Linked DNA regions of Mus musculus: regions 1, 2, 3, 4, 6 and 7 are each linked to region 5. Evidence: chromatin contacts called from public ChIA-PET, Hi-C, HiCAR-type and HiChIP or PLAC-seq data. All regions are on one chromosome and are shown on one strand. The core of a region is the stretch at or near the end of the contact, and the rest is flanking DNA. Distances in the headings are between cores, read along the strand shown. Region 1 has its middle 87 kb from the start of Gm40659. Region 2 has its middle 47 kb from the start of Gm40660. Region 3 has its middle 53 kb from the start of Gm35615. Region 4 has its middle 10 kb from the start of Gm40660. Region 5 has its middle 13 kb from the start of 1700016G22Rik. Region 6 has its middle 34 kb from the start of Gm35615. Region 7 has its middle 3.8 kb from the start of Gm40661.

Region 1 (2,704 bases), core at 18-2,517, 500 kb before region 5:
AAAATAGGGGTAAAATGGCAGTGTATCTTTAGGGCATTGTATTGAGACTGAAAATAAGCAAGAAATGGAGCATGTCAAGCTGAACATAGGGATATGTTTCCTGACTCAGTGTTTTAGATTTGGAAATGGGATGGCTTTAATTAGTATTTGGTTGATTGAACCGAATAATAGACCCAGAAGCAATTTACCCAAACTGGAGTTGAAATGTATACTATTCCTGTTGTATAGAGAAAGACTCTCAAAAGCAAAAGTGGATTTATAATAACAAATCAGCTCACATACTTGGACAAGCCCTTATTCAAGATTTCATACTTGATCATGAACCCTAAAGTTACAGTTCATCATAACTAAGTATAATTTTATTCATCAAAGTACTTTTTACACTTTTAAAATTTACATATTTATTTTTTAAATTTTTTATTAGATATTTTCTTTCATTTACATTTCAAATGATATCCCAAAATCCCCTATACCTCCCCTCTGCCCATCTATTTTTATATATTTTAATTTACCCTTTAAGAATTTAATACATGTGGAATTGTTTCTGTCCCATTTCTCCATTAGACTCCTGGATCCACACAGACATCCTTGCAACTTCATTTTCCTCGTCTTCTTATTTTTTTAAATATAAATAAGCCACTGAATTTAATTTGTGCTCTCCACATGCACATGTATGTGGGGACATGCACAGAAGCATGGTCAACCAACCACAAATTACAGCTCTAAAGAAAGCTGCCTTTTCCTCCCCTGGCAGTCCTTTGGGTATTTATACTTTTTAATTTAATTTTTTTTTTACATTTCTAAAAAATTTTTACATGTACTTAAAAATTCTGAATACAAACAAGATTGACACTTTCAAATTTTACTTAGCTAAGATAACTGAAACTCATTTAGGTTTGTGAATTTTTTCCTATTGTTAAAAATAACAAATATATGTGTTTAGCCATCCTTTCAGATGGATGAGACATCCAAATGATAGTAGATCGATGGTAAATGTATTCAGCTGTAAGCAATGCATTTAACAGCAGCTGAGGATAAATATTAATGAAAAATAGTTCACTACACAAGCTCGACATGAGAAGTCATTAGGGATATATCTACGATAAAAATACACCACAGCCTGACTGCAAAGAAAGTGAGATGTGTGGGAAATGACTTCTACAAGAGGGCAAAGTTCCCTGGAAAAAAAAAAAAAGATAGTTCAATTTCCTCTCCCCAAGCTGTCTTTTTAAAATAACATGACATACCACACATTTTGACACAACTCCACATGACTCAGGGGCCTTTCTTTAAATAAGACCAGAACACATTCATGGAGCCTGAGTCACCTCTAACCCTCCGAACTTGGTGAAGATTACTGATCAGCCCTCATTCCTAAGTCAGTACGGGAAAGTTCTGATTTGGGCAGTTAACCGAACATTCTGTTTTGCAGTAAACAAGTTATGGTTTTCCTTCTTTCCTTCTTGCCTCACCCAAAAAGGGAAAAAATGCATGTAATTTAAAAATGTGCTTTTCTACAATAAACAAAAACTCCTCATTTCTTCAAACTAAGCGATGTTTACGGAGATGACTTAGAAATATATGAGAAAATAAATAACTCATTAACATAGAAAATCAATCCATGATAGGCTCCCTTTGGAAAACTGTTTCCTCCGAGATAATTAATCCAGGAGAATATTTGTTCTTCCAAGATCAGGGAGATCCTTCTAGAGAAGGCTAAAATTTAAGACTGTTCTGAGGATGGAAAGTGAAGAAATGCGGCTGCGCCTCTTTGTTACACACAGCACTCATCACATACTGGGGTGTTTGTGATTTCACAATCCTATCCACAATATTAAAAGCCTGTATTTTCTGTTTGTTTTTTTTTTTAATAGCTATGATACAGTGGGATATGGTAATGAAACTGTTGAACTTTCAGGAGGCTAGATAAGGTATTGTCTTTTCTTGCTAAGCTGTAGTCTTAATTTCCCTTATTTAAAATGATAAAGGTAGTGTTTACATCACATGTGAACAAAAATATCTAATGCATACAGACATCTATTGTTTGGATTTTGTGTCCATCACAAGAGTTAAGAGCAACAAATAAAGAGTTGTCATGCCTGACCAAACTCTGAAGGCTTTGGAACTTCACTCACTGGATATTTCCAGGGATGGGAATCAGTTGACAAAGACTTGTGGTCACTTCCTATGAATGATGTCTTTTCCAGGAAGTGGTATACCCATTACCGTCTATAGTATTATGTGTTAATCATTTCGTGTCTCTCTCAGGTATTCAAATCATCAGCCTGAACAGTGATGGCTAGATGGCTGTGATTGCTCTCCAAAACTCCTGTCCCATTTCCCCAGTCATCACTAATATACAGAGACAGAGACAGAGAGAGAGAGACAGAGAGAGAGAGACAGACAGAGACAGAGAGACAGAGAGACAGAGAGGCAGAGAGACAGAGAGAGGCAGAGAGACAGAGACAGACAGAGACAGAGACAGAGACAGGCACAGGCACAGGCACAGGCACAGGCAGGCACAGGCACAGGCACAGGCACAGGCACAGGCAGGCACAGGCACAGGCACAGGCACAGGCACAGGCACAGGCACAGGCACAGGCACAGACACAGACACAGACACAGACACAGACACAGACACAGACACAGAGACACAGACACAGACACAGACACAGACACAGGCACAGGCACAGACACACACTCA
Region 2 (2,983 bases), core at 384-2,883, 440 kb before region 5:
TGTTTGTGTGGCATGGGGGTATATCTATGTGTATGGGGTTGGAGGTCAATCTCAGATATTAGTGCTTAGGAGGGATCTGCATTGTTTTGAGAAATAAGATCATATTTTATATTTCTTACTGAGGTTTGGGGCTGCCTGAATAATCTAGACAGGTAGCCAGAAAGCCCCCATAATTCCCCTGTTTCACCTTCACCAGTGCTAAAATTACAAGAGATTGCAAACATGCTTAGTTTTCTTATGTGTTGTTTGTTTGTTTGTTTTTAAGTTGGCACTGGGGTTTGCACTGAAGCTCATATGCTTGTGGGCCTAGCATTTTATTACTGAGCTATGAGCCAAGCCCCATCCTCTCCTCTTGCTTTATTTTTTTATATATATATTTTCATTATTTACATTTCAAATGTTAGCCCCTTTCCTGGTCGCCCCCCCCTCCCCCCAGAAATCCCCTATCCCATCCTTCCTCTCCTGACTTATATGAGGGTGCTTCCCCACCCACCAACCCACACCCTCCCTCCCGCCTCCCTACCCTGGCATTCCCCTACACTAAAGCTTAGAGTCTTCATAGGACCAAGGACTTCTCCTCCCATTGATGCCCAACAAGGCCAAGCTCTGCTATATATGAGGTTGGAGCCATTGGTCCCTCCATGTGTACTCTTTGATTGGTGGTTTCGTCCCTGGGAGCTCTGGGGAATCTGGTTGGTTGATACTGTTGTTCTTTCGATGGCATTTCAAACCCCTTCAGCTCCTTCAGCCTTATCTCTTAACTCCTCCATTGGGGACCCAGTGCTCAGTCCAATGGTTGCCTATGAACATTTGCCTCTGTATTTGTCAGGCTGTGGCAGAGTCTCTCAGGAGACAGCTATATCAGGTTCCTGTCAGCAAACACTTCTTGGCATCTGTGATAGTGTCTGGGTTTAGTGTCTGTATATAGGATGTATCCCCATGTGGGGCAGTCTCTAGATGGCCTTTCCTTCAGTCTCTGCTCTGAACACTGTCTGCTCAGTCTCTGCTCAGTCCCATGCCCATGGAATGGTAGGATTAATTATAGTAAAATGGCCATCTTGCCAAAAGCAATCGTCAGATTCAATGCAATCCCCATCAATATTCCAACTCAATTGTTAATAGAGTTAGAAAGAGCAATTTGCAAATTCATTTGGAATAACAGAAAAAAAAAGACAGGATAGGAAATCTATTTTCAACAAAAAAAGAACTCCTCTTGCTTTCTGGACTCCCAGTTTTCAATAACTTTTCTTTCCTTTAGGTTGCTCCCAGCACATTTTACAAGGCACGCCACTGCAAATTTCTCATGAGCTTTAGATTCTTCGTTTCATGTGAGTGCTACTGTAACCTAGTAAATAACAGCATTAAGCACTTCCTGCAGAAGCTGATGGTCTACACATCCCCCTGTCACCCAGTCCAAGTGCACCTTTCTGTTGAGTGGATGTAACCACAGTGATGACTTTTTTTTTCCCTCAAAGGATCAGTAGTTGCCACTAAATGATTTTGCTAGTGAATAAGTGCTTACTACATTAAGGTTCATTCCTTTTACCTGAATCTCAGAGAAGCAGAAAGCACATCTGATGGAAAGTAAAGTGGTTTCGTATATATGACCGACTTCCTGCCCTTGTGTGATAACAAGCACATTGAACTGAAAAAGCCTCTCACTTCACAACTGGCCTGTATGATCAGAAGTGACTGGAGCAACCTTTCTGAACTTTGGTTTCCTTGCCTAAAAAGGACTTGGTTTAGAGGAAGTTCAGTAGTTGTCATGCTAATTTGTTCTATAGGGAGGTTTCACAAAAGCTCCATATACATACCAGTATATTGTTCTCTTGGCACAGTTTTAACTCCACAGCACGAAGTTTATATTTTCTCAAATTCTAGTTTCTAGAATCCTATAGGTAAATCAGTGTCTCCCAAGAACAGAGTGAGTACAGACATCTCTGGCAGGAGACCCTACCAGCACTCACTGTCCCCTGGGGAATAGCTTTACTAGATTTTGTTGAATAGCCAAGAATATATCTGATGGACATAGGTTGGAGGCCTCTTCTCCCCTATGAAACATGGACAATGCACAGCTATCAGGAGACTCTAATGGAGGGATATCTGTAAAACAATGTGTGTATGAATTAGAAGGAATAAGATATAAGCAGAGATTTCACTGATTATTCTCAACCTGATTTATCAATCTTATGTTACTTCATGGTTATTGAAAATAATTTCAAAGGGCTAGGGGAAAACCCCAGTGGGTAAAAGGACCTGCCACAGGGGGATTAAAATCTGAGTAAAAATCTCCAAAATTCACACAAAGCTAGAAATAGAAGCATGTTTCTGTGTATTACCAGCCCTTCTAATGAGAGATGGGAGTGGAAGACAAGGGAATCTATGGAGGCTCATGAGCTAGGTAACCTAGTGTGTGCAGTGTCTGTCTAAAGAAAGTTGAAAGATGATGACATCCAAGGATGGTGTTTCATCTCAACCAACGTACTATGTCAGTAGTATTCCTTCACTCACAGAGACAGACACATACACGCAGGAGTTTATAAAAATTATTTCAGGACTGGATTAACTGTTGCAGTCACCAATTGCCAATAAAGTAAAACTAGTCATTTTACTATGATTTTGATATGTTTAAGTGACTTTCTTTGACCAATGTATAAATTATATAATATAGAAATTGTAGGTATTTGGGAATTAACTTTATATTGTAAGTCAAAGTGTTAAAATCATTAAAGGTTGAGGTCATGACACATGAGCAAATTCAACCAAGAAGAGTAGACAGCAGGAAATAATCAAACTCAGGGCTGAAATCAACCAAGTGGAAACAAAAAGAACTATACAAAGAATCAACCAAACCAGGAGCTGGTTCTTGGAGAAAATCAACAAGACAGATAAACCCTTAGCCAGACTAACTAAAGGGCACAGGGACACTATCCTAATTAACAAAATCAGAAATGAAAATGGAGGCATAACAAGAGAAACCAAA
Region 3 (3,102 bases), core at 245-2,744, 390 kb after region 5:
TGAAAAGAACATTTTTTTTTTTTTTGCCCAGCAAGCTACTGAGAATATACTCACTGGCAGTTTAAAGAATCTTTTGGATTATAAAATAGATAATTATGTAGAGATGATAGCTGGGAACACAGTTTACTCTAACTCGGGTTTTACCTTGGTATTTCCACTTCTGACTTACATTCTCAAGAAATGAGCAGTAGAAGAAATGTACAAAACCTAACTGGAGCTAAGAAAGTGACTGGGTGTATTTTTGACATACAATCCTGAGGACATGAGTTCTATCCCAAGAACCTAGGTAAGGGTAGGCTTGGTAGAGCATGATTGCAATTCCAGTACTCCAACTGTGAGATGGAAGTTGAGGTCAGGGAAATCCCCAAAGGCTAACAGGCTTTCTGATACCCTGACCTACACAGCTGACAGTGACAGGAAGCGCTGCCTTAATCAAAGTAAAAGGTCACTTCTGACTTCCAGTGCACATTTCATGATGTGTGCATGGTTCCCCCCCTCACATCCCCCAAAAATACTTACTTGAGTGATGCCCTTTGAAAAAACTTACATTATGGCTGAATAGTTATATCCTTGGTCCTGCCACTCAAACCACAAATATGGGAATAATGCCTTCTGCTCCATATTGAAAAAAAAAAAAAAAAAAAAAGAGCTCTTTGTAAATCATCATGTTTCTCTAGTGATGTATGCACATCAATACCATCCTGTACTACCATATTCAATGTTTCTGAAGAGATGGGACCTAGTTCATGCTACTATTTTGTTGCCGAAGCTACAGTGCTGTGTTTTCAGTCCATTGGGAGTATCTGACCAGGCACTCCACAAAATTCAAGGAAGATGTGAGACTTACTAGAAAGTAATTCTATTAAGAAATGTCTGAATGATTAACCCATTCATCAATGGGTTAGGTTGTCTTGCTGTTGTTTTTCATAAAATCAACCTGTTGCTTTAAGTAGTCTATGATCACATTACTGAGAAAACAAACAAATACATTTCAAACAAAAAAATTTACTAATACAAGGCACTCAAAAAATGAAGGTCAGTTGTGGTTGACAAGAAGTTGGAAAGGTAACTATCAGTGGAACTGAGCTTCATACTGTAGTAGAGGCATTGAATATCAGAATAATTCTGATGTCTTTCCTGAGATTTGAGGTATATTTTTGAGAGCATGGGTATTGGCTGCTGGGTAGGTAGGGAGGATCTGGGAGGAGTTTCTGGAAGGGAAAACATGGTCAAAATATATTCTATGGAAAAAAGCATTTAAGAAGAGGAGGGGGAAGAAGAAAGAAGAAGAGGATCCGGAGGAGACGTCAGAAAATGACCATTATGCTAGATTTTGTGTTTCTGAACTTACACAACCCGAAGCACAGCCTTTCAGCTGCTGGAAGCTGTTAGGGTATTACACTGTACATTGAGCATCCCTTAGATGCTGTGCAGGAGAGTCCGTACTGTTACTCCTGCTGAGCAGGAAGCCAGCCCACATACCTTTGCATCCCGACCCTTTTCCTACATCCTTTAGCGTATCAGCTACCGCCCATGAGTCACTCAACAAACAGGTACAGAGGTCTTGTTCACTTTGTGGCTTAGGAGAACATTCCAGCGTCTCTGGTAAGGAAGACCAGAGTCTAACCCCAAAGTTTTAAATGGCTAGAATTACTAGTAGTGACTGAATGTTACGATGTTAAGATGGTATCTCAAGTTTCCTTCTAATGCACCTCGCTGCCTATTTCTACATAAATTTCTCCCTAAATTCCAGAAGATACCATGCTTCTGAGAAAAGTAGCCTAGTCTTGCAGGAAACTGCCACGTTTCCTGCTTCTTTTTATTAATCATTGTGTGGAAACAGAAAATAGCAAAATAAATAAGTACATAAATAAATAACCTCTCTGTTATGTCCTAGTTCAGCTCTGACCAGGAAAACTTTCATTATGAAAATGAGAGCATTGGGGAAAGTACATTGCTGTTAATTTTATTGTATTTCCAGGTTGGATGTCACTGCATACCTGTACTTTTACGGGCAAATCTTCTACAGTCATGCTTATAGAATAGGGCCAACTCTCATAATCAGGTCTGATTTGCCCTGTGAATCAGGAGAACATTCCAGAAGAACAAGAAGCTCCCAGGGGCTCTAACTACTCGGATAACTGGAAGACCAACTTAGCTGTGTGGTCAGTCCTTAAGTCCACATATTCCTTGAGTAAGGCACAGTTATGCAAGAGCTACAAAAGGACAAAATGTATACGACATAGAGTCATCCTTCTTCTCTTGCTAAGTGATGAAATGTTGACAGTGTTCTCTCCCACAATCTTGAAAGCCAATGATAGGTGTGGTTTTTAAGGGCAGGCAAGCTGTAAATCTACAGCACTACAGTAGGCATGCAGTGGGTACTGGGCATCTGGGCACCATCAGGACATAATTAACTCTCTGCAGAAGAGATGCAAGCTACCTCCTTCATTTCTAGAGACCAGACCTGAAATCTGGATGCAGATGAACTCTGTTAACTGTGATAAAAAGATGGAATATTCATCTCACCAGGAGGGGAAGTAGCTTTCTCATCCATCAATGCTTTATTCCTGAACAAAATTGAACTGCCAAACCTCAGTGTGTTAAAACAGTGATGTACCCCTTGATAAATGAAGAATGGAGGATTAGAGGTTTGGGTCTTCCAAACTGAGATGTCTCCCAAAGTTCAGATCCTCAAAATGTGACTATGTTTAATCATATGTTGAAAACTAAATGCAACTGTTGGCTGAGCTGAGGAAGTGTAGCTTGTAGAAGCTATAATGCCTTCCATTCTCTTACTACCCACCGCAGACATCACAGAGAATTTTTTTTTAAATTAGGTATTTTCCTCATTTACATTTTCAATGCTATCCCAAAGGTCCCCCATACCCACCCCCCCAATCCCCTACCCACCCACTCCCCCTTTTTGGCCCTGGCGTTCCCCTGTACTGGGGCATATAAAGTTTACAAGTCCAATGGGCCTCTCTTTGCAGTGATGGCCAACTAGGCCATCTTTTGATACATATGCAGCTAGAGACAAGAGCTCCGGGGTACTGGTTAGTTCATATTGTTGTTCCACCTATAGGCTTGCAGTTCCCTTTA
Region 4 (2,904 bases), core at 293-2,792, 400 kb before region 5:
TTGAAAGACCACACCCAGGGGAAAAACAAAAGACATGAGACACAGGGGCACAAGAGAAAATGGACTTGCTAGTGAACGAAGTCTCATTTCTGTTTAATAAGCAAGCAAGATTGAATACAGGGGCAGGTATACATGAAATGGAAGCTTTTCTGGAGCAAGGAAATGGAATATTTGCTTCTAAAATCATTGAAGAGGAACTTGAAATACATTGCTGTTTTTCTTTAAAGTGTTTTTCACTTCCTCAAAAAATTAAGAATTATAATAGAATCTGTTTTAGAACATAGAAAGAGGGCTTAGAGAAGTTATGCCATATTCTTGAAATCACAGGAGAAATAGCAGAGCTAGAAATCAAGATCATGATCTACAGGTTTGCAATGCCCTTGACAGTGAGTACTATATTCAATAGCTTTCACATAGTACTGAGAGGTAAATCTCAAGTAGACCATCAGCATCCAAACCCTGGAGATGAAGTGACTCAACTATGTACAAGATAAACTAACAAGAACATTAGATGTCACATCTGGAGGAAGGTTTTCTCTTACATTCTCTCTGCTGTTCTAATCAGAACAAGGACACAGGAAATAAGTGTTATTTTTATCCCAGTGAGAAATATGAGGATCCTAAGCCCCTCTGAAAATATAGTTTGCTTTCACCAAGGTTCATTCTGTCTTTATAAGTTGCAACTTCACCCTAATTCTCAGATTACAATCTGTGGTCAGGACACAGTGAAACTTAGATCCTAACACATGAGATGTTCTACCCAGTATATCCAGTGTAGCAGGCTATATGTTGTGGAAAACAGCATCCTGAATCTTCATATATCAGACTCATTTCACTAATGAGATGTCTGGAAAAATTATAAGTGATACAATTTCTGGGGAAGAAACAGAAAGCTTTGGGAAAGCCCAGGCTCTTTTCCTAGAAGGCCACTCATGTTAGGGTTTCCTCGCTTCCCGTGAAAGGAGATCTCAGAATTGGCTTGTGTTCTGAGCCACAGTGCAAGAGATGATGCCACGGTGGAGACTCAAAGAATTTTAAGAAGTCATGGACCAATAGAAAGTACCTTCAAGCCTTTGGAGTAAGATAAGAGTAGAATATATTTCTAAAAATTCAATTTCTAGTTAATATTTAAATTGGAATAGAAACATATTTTAGCAATAATAATCACAACAAAGCAAAATAAAATAGGAGTCCTATAGGATAATGCAGAAATACAGAGAGAAGTGGGCATTGTTCAGATGTCCTTCTCTAGGCACAGAAGGATGGCATAAAAGGAACGCCTCCATTTTGGTTTGGCTTTACTTCACTTTTCCTCTTTCCCCCAGATGCAATAGTGCTTTCAGTACCGATTCCCACAGTCTTGGGAATTAAAGAAGGCACTCATTGAAATTGTTATTCAGAGACTAATTGTAAATAAAGCTTTTATTTCCATCTCAATGCATGTCAGGACCTGTTGAGCTTAGACTTGGACTTAGTCATTAACACACTCAACTCTGCAACTGACTGAGTCAACACCACACCCTAGCACTCTTCCAGTTTCTGGAATGAAAAGAAGAAGTAAAAGGTTTCCCTGAATAACTTTCCTTGAGTAAAGCCTTTCCTTTAGTAAAAGTCCGGTCACACTTGTAAAAGCTCTGCCTCACCCGCTAAGACACTAAAATGTGATGTGCCAGCCAGACCCAAGTCACCCCTTGCCAAGGACCTTTGACTGAATTACAGCCATGGGACATTTGTCACTTTGCTGAGATCTTGCTACACACAAGACAGATTCTTATCATTTTTTCTTCTGAGTATGCCCAGTAAAACTTGAAATTTCTCTCTGTGAATATTCAGAAATGATATGTATTTAGGAGCCTGCAAAACAAGTTACAAAGCACGTTATGAAGCAAGCTAGACCAGTCTGGTTTAGTGGCTTGCCCAAGTCAAGGAACATAAAATAGCTTAAAATCAAGCTGTGAAAAATACCACAGAACAAGCACTGGAATTAAAAACAAATTTGTTTATGAGATAGCTATGTTTTGCTGCCTAGTGAGTGCTTACAACATTCTTTAGGCGAGACTCTGCTAGCCCTGCAATGAGTTATCAAGGAATCAATCCTCTGTTTCTTTTACTAGACTTTTTTCTTCCAGAGCTGATAGACATACCTGTGTGCAAGCCCACGAAAAATGCTGGTAACGATCCCCAATGTTCACGTTTCCATGTTGAGAACCTGACCACTTAGGAATATATTTGAAAAATGACAAAAGTCCCAAAGGACCACATCAGATGTGCCTCAGAACAAATGCCTGTTCCACAGCTACCAGTAGTCAATCTATTTAATAATCATCTAATCATCAAATTAACAGCAGCTTCTACTTGTTGAACCCTCAACATAATTTAGCATTACCTGTACTCTATTGTTTTTTTTGTTTTTTTTTTTAATTTTTTTTAATTAGGTATTTAGCTCATTTACATTTCCAATGCTATACCAAAAGTCCCCCATATCCACCCACCCCCACTCCCCTGCCCACCCACTCCCCCTTTTTGGCCCTGGTGTTCCCCTGTACTGGGGCATATAAAGTTTGCAAGTCCAATGGGCCTCTCTTTCCAGTGATGGCCGACTAGGCCATCTTTTGATATATATGCAGCTAGAGTCAAGAGCTCCGGGGTACTGGTTAGTTCATAATGTTGTTCCACCTATAGGGTTGCAGATCCCTTTAGCTCCTTGGCTACTTTCTCTAGCTCCTCCATTGGGAGCCCTATGATCCATCCATTTGCTGACTGTGAGCATCCACTTCTGTGTTTGCTAGGCCCCGGCATAGTCTCACAAGAGACAGCTACATCTGGGTCCTTTCAATAAAATCTTGCTAGTGTATGCAATGGTGTCAGCGTTTGGATGCTGATTATGGGGTGGATCCCTGGATA
Region 5 (3,070 bases), core at 103-2,602:
TTGATGTATGGTAAAGGTCAATTCTCTGAATGCAAAACCCTGACCACCAAGGAGGGAGCCTGAAGGGCTAGGACGAAGTGGAGATAAGTACAGGATTGAACCGGTTCTGTTGGAGGCAAAGCAGGAAATGAGTAGCCTGGTTGAAGCTCTGCCTGTAAACTCTTGGTAAATGGAAGTAATCCATGGTAGTCTTAGCATTTCTTCCATTCTTCATGGGACTGCTTCTGTCTGCTGATGAGGGACCACACCATTTAAATGGACTGAAATCAAACTATTTCTCTATCCCCAAATAGTAGCTTTGAGACTGGGAATAATCTGTGTCTGTGGCCATGGACAGAAGATGGGCCACCTTTTTAGAAAGAGTTTTTTTTCCCCAATATGAGCATCACCCTCCCCTAGGAGAATGTGGGACTAATCCAAGGGTGTTGGAAGTTACATAGCAACTAATTCTTCAACGGTGTTTATGAAACGGAAGCCTAGCAACTCATGGAGGAGTCAGATCCACAGGATCTCAGTCCATGAGGCTTACAGTTACAGTTGTAACTGATTCAGAGGTGGTCACATGTTGCTCACCCAGAAAGTAACCCCGGGGCTGCAAGTAACAGGAAAACAGCCATGCCCATTTTATTCATATTTTATAACCTACAGTAAACATTTACTTAGCAATTCCACCCTGTCTATCACCGCCTTAGACACTTATGCAGAACTTAGAGTCATACTGAATGCCAATATGATGTTAATTATTGCAACCAAAAGAGGCCTGTATCGTTAGACTCTGATGAATTTTTAAGATACACTGGAGGGGAAATTGAGTCATAATATAATTCTCTATGAGGGTTTGAAAGTGTGATCCTTAAGATCCTTCTGCTCTGTGTGACAAGCAATACGATTTTTAAGCTCAGACAAAAGTGGGTGTCTTTTGGTTTAGGGTTCTCTTTTCACCAGGAAATCCCCTCTTCTAATAGGATTCTTTTTGTTTTGCTTTAATCCTTAATCTAGGGGGAATGTCCCATCCCTGTGAGTCATCAGAATGGCTTCTCACAGGTAAGACCTAGAAAATTCCTGAAATGCTTCCCCTGATACTGAGAAACGTACTCAAGTCAATTGAGAAAGACATTAAAGGGGTCTGATGAGAAATCTAAATCCTGTGCCTCCTACCCTTTGCGGGGATGTTGCCTGAACCATGAACAACGTTTCCTGGATTCTAGAAACAGGCACATAGTTTGGAATCTGCAGCTGCTGGACAACACCAATTGGGAAAAATAGTAGCACAAAGGCAATAGATAGCCATCTCGCCTTGAAGACGCTGACTCATGCAGATGAGTCATTTACAATCGGCATGGCGACGGGTCTCAGCGGGACCAACTCAGAGAACACTGTGCGCTGAGCGCTGACCATGTAAACAGTGCAAACTCCCTCTTGTGATTCTAGGAAAAGAATCTTAGAACCTTTAGACAAAGAAATCAGAGAGGAGTGTGGCTGCTGTGTGGGTCACACCAGCAAATCCAGGCAACATCCGGACCTTACCATTCTCAGTTCTGATATCCGCTGGCACTGGAGCCCAGAGCTCAACATTTGGGTAAACATTCCACACTGGAGTGAACTACCTTGGTGACCTGAGTAAATTATGAATTCCCAAGACAGAATTACGGTGTCATCGAGTGTGACTGTATGTAGCTGGGCATACATTCATTTCCCCACTCAGATTAGCTATAGCATAAATAATACAGAAGCACCAACCAGAGCCAAAGGTGCTCACTGGAAGGTTCTTTTCTGGTATTAAAATAATGAGTGTACGCTCCTTAAGAACCTTCTAGCAACATGTACAAATAAAGCCACACACAGTGACAAACTGTGCTGCTTGGAGTTTAGCTGATGACATCCTTGTTATTGAAACAGGAAATGACTCAGCCTGGGCTAGACCAGAAAAGATCATATATTATATTCCGTTTTGTTGGCTCGTTTGAAAAAAAAAAAAAAAACCTACCGCAAGGCAACCATGCTTGTTTTCAGGTTTTTAATTTATGCATTCTAGCAAATAAGAAAGAATTTCTTGATAAGCCATTATTAAAATGTTGCAAAACAGGTTTTTCACAAATGTTAGGATCAAATGACTGCTATAAGCTATAGAAGATATGTTTACTATTTTTAAAGGGGATGGGTTAGGGTATTGGAGTCCAGATAGAAAACCTCTCAGCCCTAAATACTAACATTTCTATACTTAGCCGGAGCCTGGTCTGTTTAGATAAACTGATTTTGAACATAATTTTATGTTTATTGCTTTTTTGACTGCATTATGTCTGTGTGAGAGTGTCAGAAGCCTGGAACTGGAGTTACAGATGGGTCTGAGCTGCTATGTGAAGGGTCAATGCTCTTAACTGCTGAGCCATCTCTCCAGACCCTCGATAAACTTTCAAAAAATATTTTAATTAAAATATATCACTTCCCTCCTTCCTTTACATCTCTCAAACTCTTCTTTTCTAACCCATTCAGTCTCAAATTGATAACCTCATTTATTTTGTTTTTGTTGTTACATATGTACGTGTATATACACAAAAACATAAATATAACCTTATATATAATTCTTAACACATTACTAAATACTAGAGTTTTACTAAAATTCTGATTTTTTTTCATTATGACCTGGCATAATCTGAAGTTTACCTTTGTCTATTAAAACTTTGCAGGTATGATAATTGGCAATCAAAAGCAATTAATCCAACAGACAAAAAAGTTGAACATAGATTAAACATTATAAATTTTTACATAAATAACTGAACTATTTTACCCACTGAACACTCATAATAATCATAATAGTCACTAAGATAACAGTTTTAGAACAATACTTTTACCTCTGAAATATTCTTAATTAGAAAATTATATCTTGCATTCAATAGTTAGCAAATAGTAACTAAGTTGTGCCCCTCCCCTCCCCCCAGAGCTCAGATGATTCAAATGGAAAGGGTTTCTGGTCTCTAACCTTAAATGTGTGACATCTTTTGCCAATCATTGGCTTTCTTGATCTGATAAATCTCCACCCAATACAATACACGTATTTTTTGCAAGGTGA
Region 6 (2,753 bases), core at 107-2,606, 410 kb after region 5:
CTATTGACAATAAGGAGTAGACCTAGATTCCCATCCAGAGAAGAAGGTAACTGAGGTAGAGAGTTTGATGTACAGGAAGGCATGAGAAAGAGATTGATGTTGAGGCTAATAGGCAGAGGAAACAAAATTGCTGTGGTGTCCATGAGACAGGTGAGCTGTCCAGTGCAAATGGCAGACTCCAAGCTAGATGAAATAAGTAGGATTACAACTTCATTTTTTAGAGCCTGTGAAACTTCTAGAAGGTCACCAAACCCAAGAAAAGTGTTGCTTTCCTTCTCTTCATGATTTGAATGCAAACTGCCTCCAATGGGTGCATGTGATTGGTCCTCAGTGGGTGATGCTCCTTGACAGACTGTGGATCCTCTGGGTGCTGTTCCTATCTGGTAAGCACAAGACATTAAAGGTGATACTTTGATTCTTGCTTCACCATGTTTGAAGTACTCTGCTCTCCATTCCCACATCCATTGAACTAGTTTTCCATGCCTTCCTGCCAATGATGAACTTCCTCTCTGAAACCATGAGCCAAAATAAATCTTTTTGACCCTTAAGTTGCTTTTGTATAGTTTTGTAGTCAGAGGAATGAGAAAAATAACCAATGTATTTATTTGTAGAAATTGGATAAAGTTAGGAGCCTGAGTTTGTATTTAGACTGAGGTACAATGACACGTGTAATGTTCTAAGTATAATGTGACTCCCTAACACATTCCTGTCTTCTCAGTGAGCTCTCAGCAGGCCTGTCACACAGAGTCCACAATCAGCAACAAGCAGGATGCACTCCATCAGTGAGACTGTGGAGGTATTTACAAATCTGACAGCCAAAGAACAAACACCAAGAGGTCATAGACATTCCTCAAGATGGATCTTCCAGCTCTTTTAGTTCAGGCCTACGAGTTCTCAGGATTTGAGGATACAAGAGGCATGATGTCTGCTTTCCCCCAAGGGGTTGATTTTTCTATAAAGAGAAAACTATGAGGTTAGCACGCAATGTGTCGGCTTACTCATCTGCCAAGGGAGGCAAATTCTAGTGGGAGTTTTGCCCATAGGATTTCAATACACAATTTATGGGTAATGTCTTGTGAAAATAAATGAGTTACAGTTTATACACACATACACACACTACACACACAAACAAAAACCCCAATAACAACAACAACATAATGGTTTTAACAGGCCTCTTATCACCTGAAATGGTTCAAATTATCTATAGACAGAAGTATAAGGAGAGGTGAAATTGACATCTGATGACTGCGAATAAAACAACCATTTGTATGGTTCCTTTTAGATCTGTATGAGTTCATCCATCTGGCAATTCTGCCTTGGGAATGAGCCAGCTGGGTGAAAGGAAGAGGACTTAACTTCCTTGTCCTGCACCTCGGGATATCCCCACAATGTGACCTTGATCCTTTTCTCTACATGACTCAGCCATATGGGTTGAAATGCACTGCGTATAATTGTCTTTCCAGACCTTTCCCTTGCAGAGGCTCATACAAAGTCTTCAAGAAGGTTTGTCTTCAAACAGCGTTCAAGCACAGAGACACATCGCTACTACTATTGGCTACCCATGGTATTTCATCTAGCCATGGGAGCATTGAGAATAGTAGAAAGTAAGACCACAGGGATTTGACATTACTTTTTAATATAGAGTGTAGGATCCATCCCCTGATGGGAAATCTGAATACTCATCCAGTGACATCATCTGAGGAGTTGATTATATGTCACTTGAGAAATATCTCATGTCCTACCTATTTCCCAATATGTATAATTCCTCTAGTAGAATTACTCCTCTGCCTTGGACTACCTCCATAGCACTTAGGTTAAAGTCAATATAACCACACTACCATTGAGTCATGTCCTGCTTTCTATCCAACAAGATAAGAATAAGACTCCTGAAAGGCAGGAAATGAGGTAAGCAAGTATGTGTTAACCTTCACATTAGTTAACTGTTCTCATCATGACCAATATATGTCAGAAACAACTTTTCATAAAAATCTGTATGTGTGTGGTGCATGCACATTTGGAGAAAAGAGGTTGACATTGGTTATCTTTCTCTATCACTCATTACCTTATTTGAGGGAGTGGTAACAAAGTCTCTCACTGACCCTTGATCTGGATGTTTGGCTAAGCTTACTGAACAGTGAACTCCTGGAGTCCACTTGTCTCTGACTCCTAATTAGGTTGGAAATATGTGCTGCTATGCCTGGCCTTTCCATGGGTGATAGAGATCTAAATTCCAAGTCCTTATGTTTATATAGCAACCAAGCACTTTACCCACTGAGTCATCACTCCAGCCTGACATAAACAACCTAAAGTAAGGGTTTATTTTTGCTCAGGATTTCAGAGGACTCAAGCACTTCATAACAATGTGGCATGTGGCAAACGCTTTTTTACATGAGGGCTGTCACAGTTTTAATTGCCTAGTAGACATAATTTAGAATCACTTGAGAAGAGAGGTTCAATTAGAAATCTTCTAAATCTGTTTTCCTGTGGGCATGTCTATGAGGGTCTTAATTATTAATTAATATAGAAAGACCTAGTCTACAGTGGGTGGCACCATGCTATAGCCAGGAGGTTCTGTCTGTGTAAGTGTAGCAAGGGTGCTGAGCATGAAGAATCATGTTTACACTGATACTTTCTCTGCTCTTGAATGTGGATGGGATGTGATTAGCTATTTTAAATTCCTGCCACCTTGCCTTCTTTTTTATGATGGATTGTAACCAGGAACTGTGAACTAAATAAACTCTTTTTCCCCTAAG
Region 7 (3,012 bases), core at 114-2,613, 300 kb before region 5:
CAAGGCTGTTTTCCAGGAATAGCTCAGCAATTAAAGACGCCAGAAGCCAATGCTGATGATCTCAGTTCAACCCTCAGGACCCAACATGCAAGGATATGATTGACTTTTAAAAACCGTCCCTTGATCCCTACGCGTGTGTTCTCTCTCTCTCTCTCTCTCTCTCTCTCTCTCTCTCTCTCTCTCTCTCTCACACACACACACACACACACACACACACCAATAAAATTTAAGTTTATATTTATCATTGTTCTGCATAAGAAGATATTAAGCACACATTATTTTTCTCTGATATAAGGGAGATGATGGATCAGGTAAAACTTAGGAAGATGACGATGACACCACTTATGACTGATTTCATTTCACTGAATTCTATGCCCCTAAGCTATCAATTTATAACTCGGAATTTACATGTCAGTAAAATGGGGATAATATTATGTATCTTAGTACTTTATAATATAAATTATATACAATGTAATAATAGACTGCTCTGGTCTGGCTAGTATTCTTGTGTAGTTCTAGGTTGAAGATTTAATTCTTAGTATATCAGAGCATGACTTAATGTGGACCCAGAGAGCTAATGAAGATTTTTAAAAAGGCATTAGAGTGGGACCCTAAGCCAATACACCTAGTGCCTTTATTAAAAGGATGTTAGGAAAAAGTTGTACATAGAGGGATGATCAGGTAAGAATAGAAGGAAAAGATTGCAATGGGCATATCCAAAAAGGGTCCTTGCTCATAGATAATGTGGTACTTCCAGCATCTAGAACTGTAAGAAGTTTATGTTGTCAAAATAACCCAATCTGAGCTTTGGGTTCTTTTTAGACCCCATTGGAGTATTAGTATATAACTATATGCAAACTAGGTACTCTGCAGTCTACAAAGGCTGCTTACCAATTATCAGCAGTTCCTCCTGTGTAGCAAAGGACAATGGGCAAAGCAGCAATGAGAGACTTTATCACTCAGCTAATTACTAACATTCTTTACTTCCTGCTTGTTCTAGTGCCTCAAACAGTCTCATTTAAGTTCCTTGTTTCCATGGATGTTTTCTTATTATTACCTCCAGGTATTTTTCTTCAATGTTCATTCTTTTAATTAGGAGGAAGAACATACAAATATGAAATGAAGTGCGAATTACAAATTATGCAAAATTCTGACCCAGTGGATTAAGAAATCAACAATATCATCAAAGCATAAACAAGCATGGGAGTAATTAAAATGAAACTTGACTGTCACAGAAACCAGTTTATAGACCTTGGTAAATGATTTTACAGGAAGAGACTTTCGCTCACGCAGACACACATTAAGCACTTATGATCGGCTTGTAAACTTTCCAGTTCTATGAGTCAGGGCTTAGGACCTCAAGGTAAAACGAAACACCTCCCAGGAACTAACCAGGCCAAATACTGCATAACTTTCAGGCCAGATGTGTTCAGGGTGCTATAACCATTGACTTCTGAGCTCTGTTTATAATATTCTAGTTGAGACAAGCACTACACTATGATTGTTGAAATTCAAAGACCAAGTGCTGCTTCTGTGTATGACTCCAAGTACGAACCTGATTGTGGTAATGAAGAAATGAGAGAAGACAGGTGTTTGAACAGAAAGCTGGGATCCTATAGAGCAGGCTCTCTGAGAAACCCCCATACCCCACAAGCACAGCATGTGTAAAGTAGAACAGTAAGACAACCAGTTGACTGCATACAACTGATCAAGGTGATAGATTTATTTCTGTACAGAAAAGTAATGAGGCAGAGTTGATGGTGTCCAGCTGACATGAGGAGAGAGGTTTACCTAAGCTCAGTAGTAGCGATCTCTGTAGAGGAGCGGTCTTCAGGCTGAAAATATTCGCAGGACTAAAGCTATGGTGGACATTTTCCGCACAGTATTAGCATACACACATGGACCACAAGGTGCAGAGTCCAGCATGGCCCTGGTGGGGACAAAGTGACATGGTGACATCGTTCCTGCCCCAGGACAGCGCCCCGGTATAAGCCTCCTGGAATCTAGATGGGCACTGTGGGCATAAGGCTTGTTTGTGTAATAATTTACATATTTCACATTCCTCCAAGAAATGTCCTCTGTGTTAATTTTAATGACTCCTTGATGATCAGCCAACAGGAGACCAGGAGGTGAAGGTGTGGCTAAAGTCTCAGCAAAATGGTGAAGTCTGGGACCTTCAAGACAACCCTTAAGGCTATGGGAAAGAGCTCTAGATACCGGAGTTTGAAAATATATAATTTCTCAACTATGCAAAATATAAGAATGCAATATGAATTATGAGGGGCTTCATGAATCTAAAGGAACAAAGGCAGCTGCACTAGGAGCCAGCTTGTCAGAAAGATACAAAGGCAGGCAGATTGAATTCAAGGTCAGCCTGGGACACATAAAGGTGAGGCCCAGGTGTGGTAGAAATGGTAATTTCAGGGAAGAGACCCACCCAACTACTTAATCCTTTGTGTTTAACAAAGGAAGACTGATCTTTGAATTCTTTTGCAGCCTTTGGAAAAAAAAAATGTTTGCTTGCTTTCACTTCTGAATCCAGATGCTGATTCATAGAATAATCTAAAGTAAACCTGGAGTAAATGACTGGGTTGATAATGTAAAATAAAAGACAAGACCTGTGTTCTGCAGGAGGTGAGCTATTCAGAGAACTTTTTAGGAAAAAAAACAGAAAACTGCTTGGAGAACTGACAAAGAGACAGGTGCGCACGCGCACACACACACACACACACACACACACACACACACACACAAGGAAGCAGGACATGGACAGAGAGATCTCTTAGAATAGCAAGCAAGCAGAATATAGACAGAGAAATCTCCAGAGAGAAAGCAGAACGTAGAAAGCAGACTGGAAAAGTTGTATCAAACAGAAGACCAGTGGTCAGCTTGGAACCACCAATTGACTTTGAGACTTTGAGTCCTTCTTTTCGCTGCTCCCAGATACCCTGTACTTACTGGATGGTTTTGTTTGCCAATTTGACACAAGCTGGAGTTATCACAGAGAAAAGA

What was found. Hi-C and Micro-C count contacts between places; a contact is called where the count stands out from the background. ChIA-PET counts read pairs in DNA pulled down with a chosen protein or histone mark. HiCAR-type assays count read pairs that join an accessible place to other places. HiChIP or PLAC-seq counts read pairs in DNA pulled down with a chosen protein or histone mark.
Region 1: a contact with region 5 is called in an H3K27ac HiChIP or PLAC-seq map of embryonic fibroblasts, with 15 read pairs. The contact joins two enhancer-like sites. A contact is called at or near these places in 2 of 39 promoter capture datasets (the 3T3-L1 cell line and hippocampal neurons), 3 of 484 Hi-C or Micro-C datasets (the C2C12 cell line, embryonic fibroblasts and muscle stem cells) and 4 of 115 datasets of contacts at active chromatin or transcription factors (CD8 T cells, embryonic fibroblasts, embryonic stem cells and 1 more).
Region 2: a contact with region 5 is called in an RNA polymerase II ChIA-PET map of memory CD8 T cells, with 29 read pairs. The contact joins two enhancer-like sites. A contact is called at or near these places in 6 of 39 promoter capture datasets (the 3T3-L1 cell line, frontonasal cranial neural crest, hippocampal neurons and 2 more), 1 of 484 Hi-C or Micro-C datasets (CD4 T cells) and 4 of 115 datasets of contacts at active chromatin or transcription factors (CD8 T cells, embryonic fibroblasts, memory CD8 T cells and 1 more).
Region 3: a contact with region 5 is called in a FOXA1 HiChIP or PLAC-seq map of pancreatic cancer cells. The contact joins two enhancer-like sites. A contact is called at or near these places in 3 of 39 promoter capture datasets (liver and neutrophils), 1 of 484 Hi-C or Micro-C datasets (the N1E-115 cell line) and 2 of 115 datasets of contacts at active chromatin or transcription factors (bone marrow-derived macrophages and pancreatic cancer cells).
Region 4: a Hi-C map of epidermal suprabasal cells shows a contact between it and region 5, with 5 times the contacts expected there. The contact joins two enhancer-like sites. A contact is called at or near these places in 7 of 39 promoter capture datasets (the 3T3-L1 cell line, the HPC-7 cell line, embryonic stem cells and 3 more), 5 of 484 Hi-C or Micro-C datasets (epidermal suprabasal cells, nephron progenitors, reprogramming fibroblasts and 2 more) and 2 of 115 datasets of contacts at active chromatin or transcription factors (cardiomyocytes and epiblast stem cells).
Region 6: a FOXA1 HiChIP or PLAC-seq map of pancreatic cancer cells shows a contact between it and region 5. The contact joins two enhancer-like sites. A contact is called at or near these places in 3 of 39 promoter capture datasets (liver and stem cell-derived epiblast-like cells), 1 of 484 Hi-C or Micro-C datasets (the 3T3-L1 cell line) and 2 of 115 datasets of contacts at active chromatin or transcription factors (bone marrow-derived macrophages and pancreatic cancer cells).
Region 7: a HiCAR-type map of embryonic stem cells shows a contact between it and region 5, with 4 times the contacts expected there. The contact joins two enhancer-like sites. A contact is called at or near these places in 7 of 39 promoter capture datasets (the 3T3-L1 cell line, the HPC-7 cell line, embryonic stem cells and 3 more), 9 of 484 Hi-C or Micro-C datasets (the C2C12 cell line, Sertoli cells, cortical neurons and 3 more) and 9 of 115 datasets of contacts at active chromatin or transcription factors (CD8 T cells, embryonic stem cells, epiblast stem cells and 3 more).

The regions. Positions count from the first base shown.
Region 1 is chr13:5,344,639-5,347,342 of GRCm38.p6, forward strand. No RefSeq gene overlaps it. Among named protein-coding and RNA genes, the nearest start is that of Gm40659, 87 kb to the left of the region's middle. Within about 2 kb of position 1,268, at least 52 of the 459 cell types and tissues checked have an H3K27ac peak or open chromatin away from gene starts, as enhancers often do. A contact at or near this core is called in the C2C12 cell line, embryonic fibroblasts, muscle stem cells and 1 more, where this site is marked.
Region 2 is chr13:5,406,993-5,409,975 of GRCm38.p6, forward strand. No RefSeq gene overlaps it. Among named protein-coding and RNA genes, the nearest start is that of Gm40660, 47 kb to the right of the region's middle. Within about 2 kb of position 1,634, at least 19 of the 459 cell types and tissues checked have an H3K27ac peak or open chromatin away from gene starts, as enhancers often do. A contact at or near this core is called in CD8 T cells, memory CD8 T cells and thymic regulatory T cells, where this site is marked.
Region 3 is chr13:6,235,202-6,238,303 of GRCm38.p6, forward strand. No RefSeq gene overlaps it. Among named protein-coding and RNA genes, the nearest start is that of Gm35615, 53 kb to the right of the region's middle. Within about 2 kb of position 1,495, at least 15 of the 459 cell types and tissues checked have an H3K27ac peak or open chromatin away from gene starts, as enhancers often do. A contact at or near this core is called in pancreatic cancer cells, where this site is marked.
Region 4 is chr13:5,443,504-5,446,407 of GRCm38.p6, forward strand. No RefSeq gene overlaps it. Among named protein-coding and RNA genes, the nearest start is that of Gm40660, 10 kb to the right of the region's middle. Within about 2 kb of position 1,543, at least 40 of the 459 cell types and tissues checked have an H3K27ac peak or open chromatin away from gene starts, as enhancers often do. A contact at or near this core is called in epidermal suprabasal cells, where this site is marked.
Region 5 is chr13:5,843,954-5,847,023 of GRCm38.p6, forward strand. No RefSeq gene overlaps it. Among named protein-coding and RNA genes, the nearest start is that of 1700016G22Rik, 13 kb to the right of the region's middle. Within about 2 kb of position 1,353, at least 292 of the 459 cell types and tissues checked have an H3K27ac peak or open chromatin away from gene starts, as enhancers often do. A contact at or near this core is called in the C2C12 cell line, CD8 T cells, embryonic fibroblasts and 6 more, where this site is marked.
Region 6 is chr13:6,254,130-6,256,882 of GRCm38.p6, forward strand. No RefSeq gene overlaps it. Among named protein-coding and RNA genes, the nearest start is that of Gm35615, 34 kb to the right of the region's middle. Within about 2 kb of position 1,357, at least 31 of the 459 cell types and tissues checked have an H3K27ac peak or open chromatin away from gene starts, as enhancers often do. A contact at or near this core is called in pancreatic cancer cells, where this site is marked.
Region 7 is chr13:5,548,033-5,551,044 of GRCm38.p6, forward strand. No RefSeq gene overlaps it. Among named protein-coding and RNA genes, the nearest start is that of Gm40661, 3.8 kb to the right of the region's middle. Within about 2 kb of position 1,364, at least 39 of the 459 cell types and tissues checked have an H3K27ac peak or open chromatin away from gene starts, as enhancers often do. A contact at or near this core is called in embryonic stem cells and pancreatic cancer cells, where this site is marked.